Regions from separate parts of the Pan troglodytes genome. Here all the other regions are linked to region 4. Evidence: chromatin contacts called from public Hi-C and HiChIP or PLAC-seq data. All regions are on one chromosome and are shown on one strand. The core of a region is the stretch at or near the end of the contact, and the rest is flanking DNA. Distances in the headings are between cores, read along the strand shown. Region 1 holds the start of ERCC5 (ERCC excision repair 5, endonuclease). Region 2 holds the start of BIVM (basic, immunoglobulin-like variable motif containing). Region 3 holds the start of TEX30 (testis expressed 30). Region 4 holds the start of TPP2 (tripeptidyl peptidase 2).

The links. A called contact is a pair of places that touch in the nucleus more often than the background predicts. HiChIP or PLAC-seq counts read pairs in DNA pulled down with a chosen protein or histone mark.
Region 1: a Hi-C map of stem cell-derived neural progenitor cells shows a contact between it and region 4, with 4 times the contacts expected there. The contact joins the promoter of ERCC5 here to the promoter of TPP2 in region 4. A contact is called at or near these places in 4 of 7 Hi-C or Micro-C datasets (blood, induced pluripotent stem cells and stem cell-derived neural progenitor cells), 1 of 1 datasets of contacts at active chromatin or transcription factors (stem cell-derived excitatory neurons) and 1 of 1 other capture datasets (stem cell-derived neural stem cells).
Region 2: a contact with region 4 is called in an H3K4me3 HiChIP or PLAC-seq map of stem cell-derived excitatory neurons, with 4 times the contacts expected there. The contact joins the promoter of BIVM here to the promoter of TPP2 in region 4. A contact is called at or near these places in 1 of 7 Hi-C or Micro-C datasets (stem cell-derived neural progenitor cells) and 1 of 1 datasets of contacts at active chromatin or transcription factors (stem cell-derived excitatory neurons).
Region 3: a contact with region 4 is called in an H3K4me3 HiChIP or PLAC-seq map of stem cell-derived excitatory neurons, with 2.7 times the contacts expected there. The contact joins the promoter of TEX30 here to the promoter of TPP2 in region 4. A contact is called at or near these places in 1 of 7 Hi-C or Micro-C datasets (stem cell-derived neural progenitor cells) and 1 of 1 datasets of contacts at active chromatin or transcription factors (stem cell-derived excitatory neurons).

The regions. Positions count from the first base shown.
Region 1 is chr14:108,457,491-108,460,190 of NHGRI_mPanTro3-v2.0_pri, reverse strand. ERCC5 (ERCC excision repair 5, endonuclease) reads right to left here and starts at 1,314. Exons shown (of 15, transcript NM_001427908.1): 1 at 804-1,314. The coding sequence starts at 891. It overlaps LOC129136865 (a long non-coding RNA gene), which reads left to right and starts at 600. Exons shown (of 2, transcript XR_008538885.2): 1 at 600-1,848.
Region 2 is chr14:108,410,409-108,413,284 of NHGRI_mPanTro3-v2.0_pri, reverse strand. It overlaps BIVM (basic, immunoglobulin-like variable motif containing), which reads right to left and starts at 1,512. Exons shown (of 11, transcript NM_001427907.1): 1 at 1,125-1,512. It overlaps POGLUT2 (protein O-glucosyltransferase 2), which reads left to right and starts at 1,612. Exons shown (of 9, transcript XM_009427208.5): 1 at 1,612-2,157. The coding sequence starts at 1,976.
Region 3 is chr14:108,385,104-108,388,210 of NHGRI_mPanTro3-v2.0_pri, reverse strand. It overlaps TEX30 (testis expressed 30), which reads left to right and starts at 1,639. Exons shown (of 6, transcript XM_509722.7): 1 at 1,639-1,790. It overlaps POGLUT2 (protein O-glucosyltransferase 2), which reads left to right. Exons shown (of 9, transcript XM_009427208.5): 9 at 380-720. The coding sequence ends at 481.
Region 4 is chr14:108,205,155-108,208,254 of NHGRI_mPanTro3-v2.0_pri, reverse strand. It overlaps TPP2 (tripeptidyl peptidase 2), which reads right to left and starts at 1,293. Exons shown (of 30, transcript XR_010150553.1): 1 at 418-1,293. It overlaps LOC129136864 (a long non-coding RNA gene), which reads left to right and starts at 1,084. Exons shown (of 3, transcript XR_008538884.2): 1 at 1,084-1,173.

The DNA of each region.
Region 1 (2,700 bases), core at 65-2,564, 250 kb before region 4:
TTAAAAAATGGGTAAAACACCTGTCCACACTATCCTTCCTCTAAGAAACACAAATGGGGCAAGACTCAAGCAAAACTAATCGTCGAAGTCTACTCTTCTCTCCTTACTGACCTCCCGGACAGGATAATAACTTTAAGATTTACTGTATTAATCGCGCTAAACTTCTCTCATGTAGGTAATTTCTTTATTCCTCATTCCAATCCTGTGTGTAGATACTATCACCACCTCTACTTTGCAGATGAGAGAACTAAAGCAGAGAGGAACGTAAAGCACTGCCACAAAGTGACAAACCAGGATGCACAGGCCGCTAAGACTGCAAAGCTGGGGAAAGCAGACAGGGCGGCCCGCCTCATCACCCGATTCCGCACTCAACCTACCACGGATCAAAAATATTTGCGATGGAAAAAAATAAATAAATAAAACATACCAATAAAAACTACAAAAAATTTTAAAATACAGTATAACAACTATTTACAGATCACTTACATTGCATTCGGCATTGCAAGTAAGCTAGAAACGATTTAAAAGATTACGGAAGTGGGTAGTTTATATGCAAATACCACGCCATTATATAAGGGAGTTGAAGGAACTTGAACATCGTGGTATACGGAGGAGGGGCTGGAACCAAAGCCCCGGGGATACCGAGGGACGACTGTACTTAAAAAACCTAGTGACAGAGATTCTATAGCGACCCCGACCCAAGACCATCATCCTGCAGATGCCACTGTGCCCAAGGCAGAGCCCCGCGAGGAATCCAGCCCCGAATCCCTGCACCCCAAGTCCCAACGCGGCGTTAAGGATACCAACAGCCAGGATCTTCCCTTCCAGCGCCTCGGGGCTGACCTGCCGCCCGGAGCACTCCAGCAGCTTCCAGAGCCCCTGGACCCCCATGAGGCGGCTGCGTCCTAAGAGCAGACCCCGACAACTTCTACTCTAATTCTTCCACGACGGGCTGCACCGCCGCCTAGGACCCCGGGAGGAAGCCCTCCCTGCTCCTACACAACAAAGATGGCAAATAATACAGAAGCCACGGTTTTCCAGTGGGGGACGGCACTAATGGGAGCGCATTAAAGCGGAGAGACTCCGGCTGCAACACGTCTCAGCAGCTGTCACCGCCTCCCGGAAGAAAGACAGGTCCAGAGAATGGCCGTTGGCGGGGGCAGGGCGTCGCCTCGCCCAGCGCTTAGGCCCAAACGTCTTCGCCGCTAATGGAAGACCGGGGTGCAAGGGCCACGCAGGCGACGGAAACAGCCAGAAGATGTCCCTGCGACACCTCTCGCCTTCGCTGGTGGGTCCGCAAACCCACGAAAAATGGGCCCGCTCGGTTTCCGTCTAATACGACGCTCAGGGCGGAAGCCCCGCCTCCGCACATGACGTATATTTTCTGCGCTTGCAGCACTCCGGAAGTGAGAAGTTTAGCCCCAGTGTTGATCCCTTGGTGGTTACTTGCTTCCGCCACGCTGGCATCCTGAAGGCGTTAAGCATTAAAACAATGTGCAAAAGTGCCTTCTTGGAGGGGTAACGGGCTTTTGTTTTTGTTTGAGACAGGGTCTCACGCTGTCGCCCATACTGGAGTCTAGTGGCGCGTTCGTAGCTCACTGCAGCCTGGAACTCCTGCTGTCCGAGCTCAAGCGACTCTCCCATCTCAGCCTCTCAAGTAGCTGGGACCGCAGGTGCGCACCACTATGCTTGGCGAATTATTTTTTTAGAAATGAGGTGTCCCTGTGTTGCCCAGGCTGGGAGCTATTTTCTGCACGCTTTTTTAGTATCGGTTTCTACCTTTGCGCCGCCATGTGTGAAGATACTTAACACGAAGTGTTGTTTTACACGTGAAGAGACAACCAAAAGGTGGATGCCTTCTTGGTTTTGTACTATTTATTTATATGCTAGCACGTAGTAACTAAAGAATAATAAAATTTAAAGCCTGTGAAGATGTTGGGGTCCCAAAATTACTAAGCAAAAGGGAAAAGTCAAGCTGGGAACTGCTCAGGGCAAAACCTGCCTCCCATTTTAGTCAGTCATCCTTCTGCTCGCTGAGATAGATGCATATTCTGATTGTCTCCTTTGGAAAGGCTTATCAGAAACTCGTATGCAGCCATTTGTCTCTCATCTACCTGTGACCTAGAAGCCCTTCGTGCTTCCGAGTTGTCCCCACCTTTCTGGAAGGAACCAGTGTACTTACATATGTTGATTGATGTCTCCTGTCTCCCTAAAATGTATAAAACCAATCTGTGCCCCGACCACCTTGGGCACATGTCATCTGGACTTCCTGGGGCTGTGTCACAGGTGCGCCTCCTTAACGTTGGCAAAATAAACTTTCTAAATTAACTGAGACCTGTCCCAAATTTTGGGGGTTCACAAGCCTTAATCCTTGACATACAGTTTAGTTTTCTTCAGCATCTAAAATTTATAATGCCGCGGCTTGTAGATCAGAAAGGACTAGAAATCAATTAACAGAGTAACCCCAGAAAAGGCCACAGCTCTGGAACCCTCAGGCCAAGATTCAAATCCCCGCATCGTGCCTCACTATGGTGTTTAGCATTCCTGAAGTCACATTTGTTCAGAATTTGTGTCTCCATCAGTAATCAGGGCATAAAACCAACCTTGCAGACTTTAGTAAGTATTCAAGGTGTTACATGCAACGCACTTAGCACTAGTAACTACTCAATAAAGGATAGTATTAGCATCCATATTTGTTCA
Region 2 (2,876 bases), core at 263-2,762, 200 kb before region 4:
AGGCCGGGAGCGTTTCCACCACCGTCCTCTGACAAGCTCGCCGCTCGGCCGGGCTCCGAGGCCGCCGGGACGGAGTAGACAGTCGCGCAGGCCAAGCCCCGCCGCGCAGAACCAGTGCGCGCGGAAGCGACGCGGGCAGAGAGGAAGGAGCGCGGCTGCGCTCCCTGCCCGTGGCCAACCCAGCCCGCGCCTCCGCGCGTGTCGCGGGCACCCCGAGTCCCCAGCCCGCAGAGCCCAAGGGCCGCCGAGGCCTCCTCGCCCCTACTCCCTCCTCTACCTTCCCTCACCGGCCGGAAGACGAGGCTCTCCGCCAGGGGGAGCGCGCCGAGGCCCGGGGGTGACCGCCTCGAACATGCTTGCCCCGGGCCCCGGGGACGCTGTCGGTGTTAAAGGGGGCCCACGGGCAATTGCTGCATCCGGGCTAAGAGCTGGGGCTCCGATTCGACTGTTTGAGTAAACGAGTCGGTATCATTAATAATGACAATTGCACAAAAGAAAATAGGAAAGAAACCCCCTTTCCTGGCGCAGGACCAGGCCCGCCTTGGCTCGGAGCCACCGGCTCTTCTGGGTTTTCGGGGCAGCTGGCAAAAGGCAGGCAGGCAGAGGAGGGGGCTCCGGGTCCGACTGCCAAGCTGACCAGGGCGGTGAGCCCGTGACTCCTGGCGGCGGCCCGGACCCGGGTGCTGGCGTGCAGGGGAAGGCGACTGCCGCTGCGCGCTGGTTCCCGGACCCTGCCCAGCGTGGCGTGGAGACCGACGGCCGCACAGGGGTCACCGGTATCCACATGGACACCTCCTAATCGAGCTTTGTTCACCACAGGGCTAGGCCCTTCTTTCCCTGGCGCTTCTCTTCCCCCTGCGACCCAGCTCTTCCCCCTACTCCTTCCCGGGAGAGCGCGCACCCATGCAGTGGCCTCCATCTGGACGCCACGGGGCTCCGGAGAGGCGATGACCCCTGGCAGCCCAGGCCGGTATCGAATTAAGTAAAAATTGTGAATGCCCAGGTGGCTGCGCGTAGAGTGGCAGCAGGCCGGGCTGGCGGCGCCCAGGTGCCCAGCGGAGGGCCAGGCGCTCAGAGCGCACAGCCGGCCGCCACCTCGGCCCCTGCCCCCCGCCCCGGGGTACCTCTGGCCTGTCGGGTGGGGTCGGGTCGCTGCGGCCGCGGCGGAACCCGGCTCCGGACCTGGATCACAGCATCCAGCGCGCGGCCGGCGAGGCGCCTCCTGTTACCCTGGGGCCGGCGTCCCTCGTCCCATCGGAGCGCGCGAGGATGCTGCGGTGCCCGGCGACAGGTCGTCGGATAGCATTGACAGCACCTTCCTTTCAAGGTGCTTTATGCCTGCCCTCTGCACGTGCGGAGGGCAGGGTGACCAACGCAAAAACCTGAGCTGCGCCTCCAGACCCGTGCGCCCCTTTGATGGGCATCTGTGGTGTTTATCTGTCCCCCGAAAGCGGTGACCGAAAAGTAAATAAATGGGCGAGAGGTGGTAAAAACCTGGCAGTATTTCCGCTCGTCCTGTCGCGAACTACATATCCCAGGGAGCCCGGGGCGCCGGGACGCGTGTCCACCCCGCCATCCACTTGGAGAAGGCGTTACTGAGCCTGGCCCGACGCACGGGCCAATCCCCTCGCCCTACACCTTGGCTGGAACCTGAGACGGATTCGCTCCCAAATGATGCTCCAGTGGCAGGAGCAACTCAAGTTCATCATTGTCCTGAGAGAGAGGAGCAGCGCGGTTCTCGGCCGGGACAGCAGAACGCCAGGGGACCCTCACCTGGGCGCGCCGGGGCACGGGCGTTGATTGTCCTGGGGTCGCGGAGACCCGCGCGCCTGCCCTGCACGCCGGGCGGCACCCTTTGCAGTCGCGTTGGCTGCTGCGATCGGCCGGTGGGTCCCTGCCGAAGCCTTGGCTGCTTCTGTCCACCTCTTACACTTCTTCATTTATCGGTGGATCATTTCGAGAGTCCGTCTTGTAAATGTTTGGCACTTTGCTACTTTATTGCTTCTTTCTGGCGACAGTTCCAGCCCTCGCCGAGACCGGCGGAGAAAGGCAGCTGAGCCCGGAGAAGAGCGAAATATGGGGACCCGGGCTAAAAGCAGACGTCGTCCTTCCCGCCCGCTATTTCTATATTCAGGCAGTGGATACATCAGGGAATAAGTAAGTCGAGAAACGGCTCCTTACCTATTTTGGATGGCGGTTAAGTCTGTTTCTCCTTTTAAGATTTTTCTTTCCAAGAACTCGTTTCTCCACAGCAGTTTATATTCCAGGATATTTGGTTACCAATTTTTCTCTGTAGCTGTAGAAATTGTTCCGAATTATAATATATGCCATATAATGTATTGTATATAACATATAAAATAATCTCCTAGCAATTTTGATTCAGATTCCCACATTATCAGGGCAAGACAAAGTCCCTCCACTTTGCTGGAAATACTGTTTCTAACTACTTTTCGCATAAGCTGTTATAAGGGATTTAAACCTAGTTGTTAGAGACTTGATGGGCTTCATCTTTCTCTGGTGCGGCCCTCAATTTTCAAGGAGACATCTGCAGGTAAGCATGTTTTGAAACTGAAAAAGAAAAATGAAGTACTATTTGAAACTTCAGAGTTCGGAAGGAAAGTATCGAAGTATTAATCTCCTATACGATTGTAACAAATATTTTGTTCCAATGAATTTAATACTTTAACATCATACTTAAAACTTATTTTTATAATTCATATACTTCTGAAATGATTGTCTCTATTATTGGTGGATGCTGACCGTGTGTATTTCATACAGAAAAAAATACTGGAATAAAAGGTTGTCAAGTAAAAGGCAGGTTGTAAATTTTGTTATTTGGCAAAAGATGATACACTACCTACTACTTTGCTTTTGCC
Region 3 (3,107 bases), core at 390-2,889, 180 kb before region 4:
GGCATGGGCCAGGGCACCCGGCCACTGGCTAGCTATATTTATACCTACTCCTTCATCGTACGCTAAATAAGGGGTGGGTTATTCACGAATTTTCTAGAAAAGGGGTGGGGAGTTCCCCTGGAACTGAGAATTCTTCCGTTTTTAAACCATATAAGGTAAGGTCTGGGCATTGCCATGGCATTTGTAAACTGTCAGAGTGCTGGTGGAAGTGTTGTAGCATGTTCATGTATTATAATTAGTGTATAATGAGCAGTGAGGGCACTAGAGGTCACTTTGGTCACCATCCTGGTTTTAGCTGGCTTGGGCCTGTTTCTTTAGGGCAGTTTCGGCCGTTTTTTTAGGGCATCCTGTTCTGACCAGATCTTGTTTTGCTCAGCAGGTGGTGATCAGTGCTCGGAAAGTCCTGCTGATCTCCTATCTCAACTGTAACTGCGCAAATACTTTTCAGGGGGATAATGGAAATGTTCTTAAATTACAGTGATGGTTGCAAATGGTTTTAAAATTACTGAAAATCATTGAATGGTACACTTCAAATGAGTGAATTTTATGGCATGTAAAGAAATGTTTTTAAAAAACACAGGTAAAAAATTAGGAGACAAAGAAGTATTAAGACTTTGTAATTTGGGGAAACACTTGTGATAAATGACAGCGACTATGTGGGTTTGTGGAATGTATTTCCTTATATGTACCGTGACAGAAAAGAGGGCAGGTGCCAACTGCACTGGGCTTGGGGAAGATTCATTCATTTAAGAAATTTTTTTTTTCTGAGCATTATTCATACACAAGAGGTTCACGGTTAAAACAAAAATTTACAAAAAGCAACCCTTTCTTCACCTGGGAGCTTATAGCGCAGTGAGGAGACACAGATACATCCATAGCTCGTGAGGTGACCGGGGAAGGACAGGAAGAGCGGGGAGGCGATCAGGGGAGGCCTCGCTGTGAAAACCACGCGCCCTGTCGACCCCGAGGAGACGCGGCCCACGCTGGGAGGGAGCAGCCAGGACAAAAGCCGGTCGTCATGGGGTCCCGCCTGGTGAGTGGGGGTGAGGACAGCGAAGTGTGGGCTGCCCTGGGCTTCCAGGGAAAGGAGCCAGATGGAGAGGGGAGATGTGGGGGACCGATCGCGTGCAACAGCCTAGGCCACTGCCGGCCGCTGGCTGTGGCAATGAGCGCGGAACCTTTGGAAGATCCGGGGGGACAGGCTTCCACAGCATCCACGTGGCTGCGGCGTCGCCGACAAGGCCCAGGCGGGGGCAAGATGGTACGAAGCGACCATTTAAGTGATTGTTACAATCATCCCCGCAAAGATAACAGGGGGCTTGACCCCATGTAGAAGTGTGCGAAGCGGCTGGTTTCTGTCAGCGTTTGACCTTAAGGGGAGTAACGAATCGACTATGGGTGTGAGGAAGACTGGTCAGAGCTGATCGCGCCTCGGAATGGAGTGGTGGCTGCGATGCGGAAAGGCCGCGAGTGGAGCAATCCTGGGTGAGGCGGAAACGGGGGCTGACTTTCCAGCCGTCCGCGTGCTACTGAGGCGGCGGCCACCGTGGCACCTTCCCCTAACTCCGCTCGTCCGCGCGTACAGCCCTGGGATGTGGCGGGCTGGGAGACCCACGCTCCCGGCGTGCTCTGCGGCCCGGCCCGCGCACCCGGGGGCGTGGCCTGCGCGCGCGTGCGTCGTAGCCGAACGCTGTGGCGGGGCAGGCGAGGCGGTCGCTTCGAGCGCGCTAGTCAGCTCCCTGAAGGGAGTGACGGCGGTTGGGTGCCCGCGGCCACTTTTGCCTTCCCGGGTAAGTGCGGCGGTGGCGGTTGGCGCCGCCGGCTGACGGGCGGCTTCCTGGGAGACGGGGAGAGCACCCGGCAGGCCCGCCTGAGGCGTTTGAGGCTCGCGGGCGTCACTCCTCAGGGGCGTCTGGTCCGAGCCGGGAGGCGTTCCGCTAAGTTCGGTGCCCGCGGGCACCAGCCGGTGGGGGCTTCGTCCGCTTTGCCGGGTAGGAGGGCGGAATGCGGGGTTGGTACGGGCGGGGAGAGCCGGACGGGGCCAACCTGGACCAACCACGTCAGCCAGTCCCGGGTGACTGGCTCGAAGTAGCCTCGGAGTTGAGAGGGGTCGACCGGGGCAGCCCGCGGCGCATCCCCGGCAGCGCGCATTTGCGGAGAGAACGGATCCCGTGCCCGAGCGCCGCCGAGCCCCGCACGCCCGTGAGACCCGCTTTGAATTTTCTCTCCATGTTTGCTGGGGTTGTTGACCCGACCCCCCGTAAGACTCGGACTCAACGTTTTTGTTTGCCCCACGACAGCCAGCGTAATGCTGTGGACGTAACAGGGCACGAACGTTTGTAACTGAAAGTTGAAGGGGCTGTGGCGTCTCCGTCCCGTGGCGTGGGAGGTGATCGCCCAGCCCTTGTGAGTAGGAGTTGTCCTAGAACTCCGCCGACCGCCCAGCCGGTGGAGCCGGCGCTCCGGACGCCACTAGAGCTGGCGTTTCGTGGGCGCAGCACCTCTAGCCGGTCATCTTCACCATCGCCGTTGAGGGCACTGAGGCCGGGCCAGGCTTCAAACCCTGCCCTCTCTGAACCTAAAGCCAGATACGAAAACCCAGACGACAGTGGCCTGGCACGGTGGCTCACGCCTGTAACCCCAGCACGATGGGAGGCCGAGGCGGGTGGATCAGCTGAGGTCAGGAGTTCAAAACCAGCCTGGCCAAGATGGTGAAACCTCGTCTCTACTAAAAATACAAAAATTAGCCGGGCGCGGTGGCGGACGCCTGTAATCTCAGCTACTCGGGAGACTGAGGCTGGAGAATCTCTTGAACCCCGGAGGCAGAGGTTGCAGTGAGCCGAGATCGCGCCACTGCACTCCTGCCTGGGGAACAGAGCAAGACTCTGTCTCAAAAAAACAAACCCAGATGACCTAGAGCAGGTTGCTTGGGGCTTGCATTATGGGGCATTTTCCGTGTTTCTGAAGAAAACCAGCATGTGTGCAGCTGCCGTGAAGAACACACTGTGCATCGTGAAGTCTGAAAAGAAGTAAAGCAGACCGGGAGAGGTGGCAAACGCCTTGGGATCCCAACGGCTTGGGAGGCCACGGCAGGGGGTATCGCTTGA
Region 4 (3,100 bases), core at 44-2,543:
TCCGAGGCACCAGGGGTATGCAGAGGAAGGCGGCGTGGAGGGAAGGAGCCTGGGGGGTCCGGCCTGGCAGCGCCGAAGCGAGAAGGAAGGGGAGTCCCTGGGGCCAAAGGGGGACCCAGGCTTCCCCAGGCTGCCGCGCCGGGCACGCTGCTTTTGTTGAGCTGGGACCACGGCCCAAACTGGGGTCCGGGCCCTCGCCCGCCCAGCGACCCTGGCACTGTGCGCCGTTGAGTCCCCTGGGCGGGCGCCCGTCCCTCCCGCGCCCGGCTCTGACCTCTGCCCACCCCGGTGCTGCCCACCCCGGCCCGGACTCGGCCGCAGAGCGGGGCTTTGGCCTGCCGGGCTCCGAGACTGTGTCCCCACCTGCGTCCCCGGCCGCCCGCGCCCCCGCGCCCGGGCCCTCGGGGGCCGCCTCACCTGCATGCCCGGAGCCCCCGGGTCGACCCCCGTGTCCAGGACTGCGATGAGCACCCCCCGCCCATCATACTCCGGGTAGCGGCAGAGGAAGGAGGCGGCTCCGGTCTCCTTCTTCGGCAGAAGACCGTGAAAAGGGAAGGGCTCCTCAGTCGCAGCGGTGGCCATGGACGCAGGATGGAGGACGAGGAAGCGGCAAACTGCCAGGCTGCGCGCGGACTAGCAGCGCGAGGACACCCGTGCGGCCTCGGGCCGGAGGCGGGGGCGAGGGGCGGGGTCGGCCCGTCTCCCACCAATCCCGGCCTGCCAGGGAGCGGTGGCCAATCACGTGCTGCTACGTAAGCCAACGGCGCCGCTCTCAGGAGCTAGGCCCGAGTATTGCCCGGGCTGCAGTGAAGGGGGAGGAGTCTGAGGACGTTACTGGAGGGTTCGGATCTCGAACCTGGGGCCTTGAAGAGGCCCGCGCTTGGGGTTTTTAGGCAACAGCAGGCCTCCAAGCAGAGTCCTAGTGTCCCGGACCGAATCACTCCCCGAGAGACAGGCAAGGAGATGGACCGCCAGCCAGGAATAATGGGAACCCTTCGCTGGGCAAACAATAGTTTCCAAACTTAAGGTTGTGGATGAAACTTTTTGGTGCGGCTGCTGCAGGGGCCCCAGCCCCGGGGTGCTGCTGACCCGAGGCAAGGGAGCCGGCGCACTCACCCTTAGCCGCTAAGGAGTCTGCGGTGTCGGCGAAAGCTCCGGACATGATTTTGGAAGGTCGTAGTTTAAGGGGTGTAGACTTTGGGTTCCCCTGTGTTGTTATGCCCCTTTGATGGGGGTGAGGTGGTGACGGGGAGCAATAGGGTGGAGACAGGCAATAGTTTCAGTCAACAGGAAGTGGGTTGTTGGTCATTCCGTCGCCTTTGTAGCCAGTAACAAAGCATGAGACTGAAATGGGCCCCTCCTATCCGCTGCTGATCCTTAGCTTCCGGGATTTCTGAAAAACATCTTTTTTTTTTCCTCTTACACTGAAGTTTCTGATTGCTCCTTACGGCTGTCCACTCAATTACAGAGCCATAATTTTCAGTTTTCCAAATTCACAGTGCCTGCCGTCAGTTGCTGCAAGCTGCATAGTGGTCCTCTAATGATCTTTACGTCTATGCTCATGCCAGGGTAATCTTAGCCTTTTATTGTGCCGAAGACCCCTTTGGCAATCTGGTGAGGCCTATTTCTCAAGCAGTGTTTTAAAATGCATACAATGAAATAGATAGGATTGCCCAGGAAATAAATTATGTTTAAATGCAGTTATCAAAAATACTAAAGGCAATTTTGTTATATAGCAGGAGCTTTACGTGTGTGTATATAGTTACAGGTGTGCTTCTTTTGCATTAAATAACAGGAGCTAGGGCCAAGGCTAATAAACTACCATAACTTCAAAATAGTGAAGAATATAATTATTTGGAGATAGCGGTGAAAACTGCACTATGATGAACTGATTTTTATTGGTGACATAACAGCATAACTACCCTGGTTTTTGCCTACATTCATACTTGATGTGAAAAAAATTAAGAGGTTTGTATCTTTTTTCTACGGAAGTTTTTGAATCCCTTGGATTCTGTCTATGGACACCAAGTTAAGAATACCTGGTATAAAGGAAAGCCTTATGCATGCGGTTTCCAACCCACAGAATTTCAGAGATCCTCCATTAAGTCTCAAAAATTATTCTTATGGCTGTGCAATGGTTTCAGCTGATTCCTTGATCATTTATTCAGTCCATAAGTCTTACACAAGCATGTTCTCTTTAGTGCAGAGGAAAAAGAAAACTTTAATGTTTTTCTTCTTATTCCCAACTGTTTACATTACCTCTAGAAAAGAATTTCAAATTAACACAGACGAAAACAGAATAACAAACTCGCAGAAGACATTCAGTATAGAGCTTATAGTGATAGAATAGAATGGCTCCCAGTTTCAAATGAACCATAGTCCAATCACTTCATTTTATAGATGAAGAAACAAAGTTAACTGACTGTCATGGATTACAAAACAGGTTGATGAAAACACTGGATTTGTCTTCTCACAATCTCTCCCCAGTATGTTCTACCACACCATGTGCATGACTTTGCCAGAGTATCACCCAATGAATAAATGGGGAATGAACAGTTTATTATGAAACCTAGGTGGCAGACTTTTTATTAGACTGCCGTAACAGTGTTCTTTAGATTCTTCTTTTCCTTTCCTTTTCTTTTTCTTTTTTGACACAGAGTCTCACTCTGTGGCCCAGGCTGGAGTGCAATGTCACAATCTCGGGTAACTGTAACCTCCGCCTCCCGGGTTCAAGCAGTTCTCCTGCCTCAGCCTCCCGAGTAGCTGGGATTACAGGTGCATGCCACCACACCTGGCTAATTTTTGTATTTTTAGTCGAGACGGGGTTTCGCCATGTTGGCCAGGCTGGTCTTGAACTCCTGACCTCAGGTGATCCACCCACCTCGGTCTCCCAAGGTGCTCGGATTACAGGCATCAGCCACTGCACCCGGCCAGATTTTTCTTTTGTTGCTTACATATCCCATAAACATGTTTTTAAAAAAGTTATGTATCCCTTTGTACAGCTGTAAAATGAAGTCTAAATTTGTCACAATTTTTTTTTTTTTTTTTTGAGACGGAGTTTTGCTCTTCTTGCCCAGGCTGGAGTGCAATGGCGTGATCT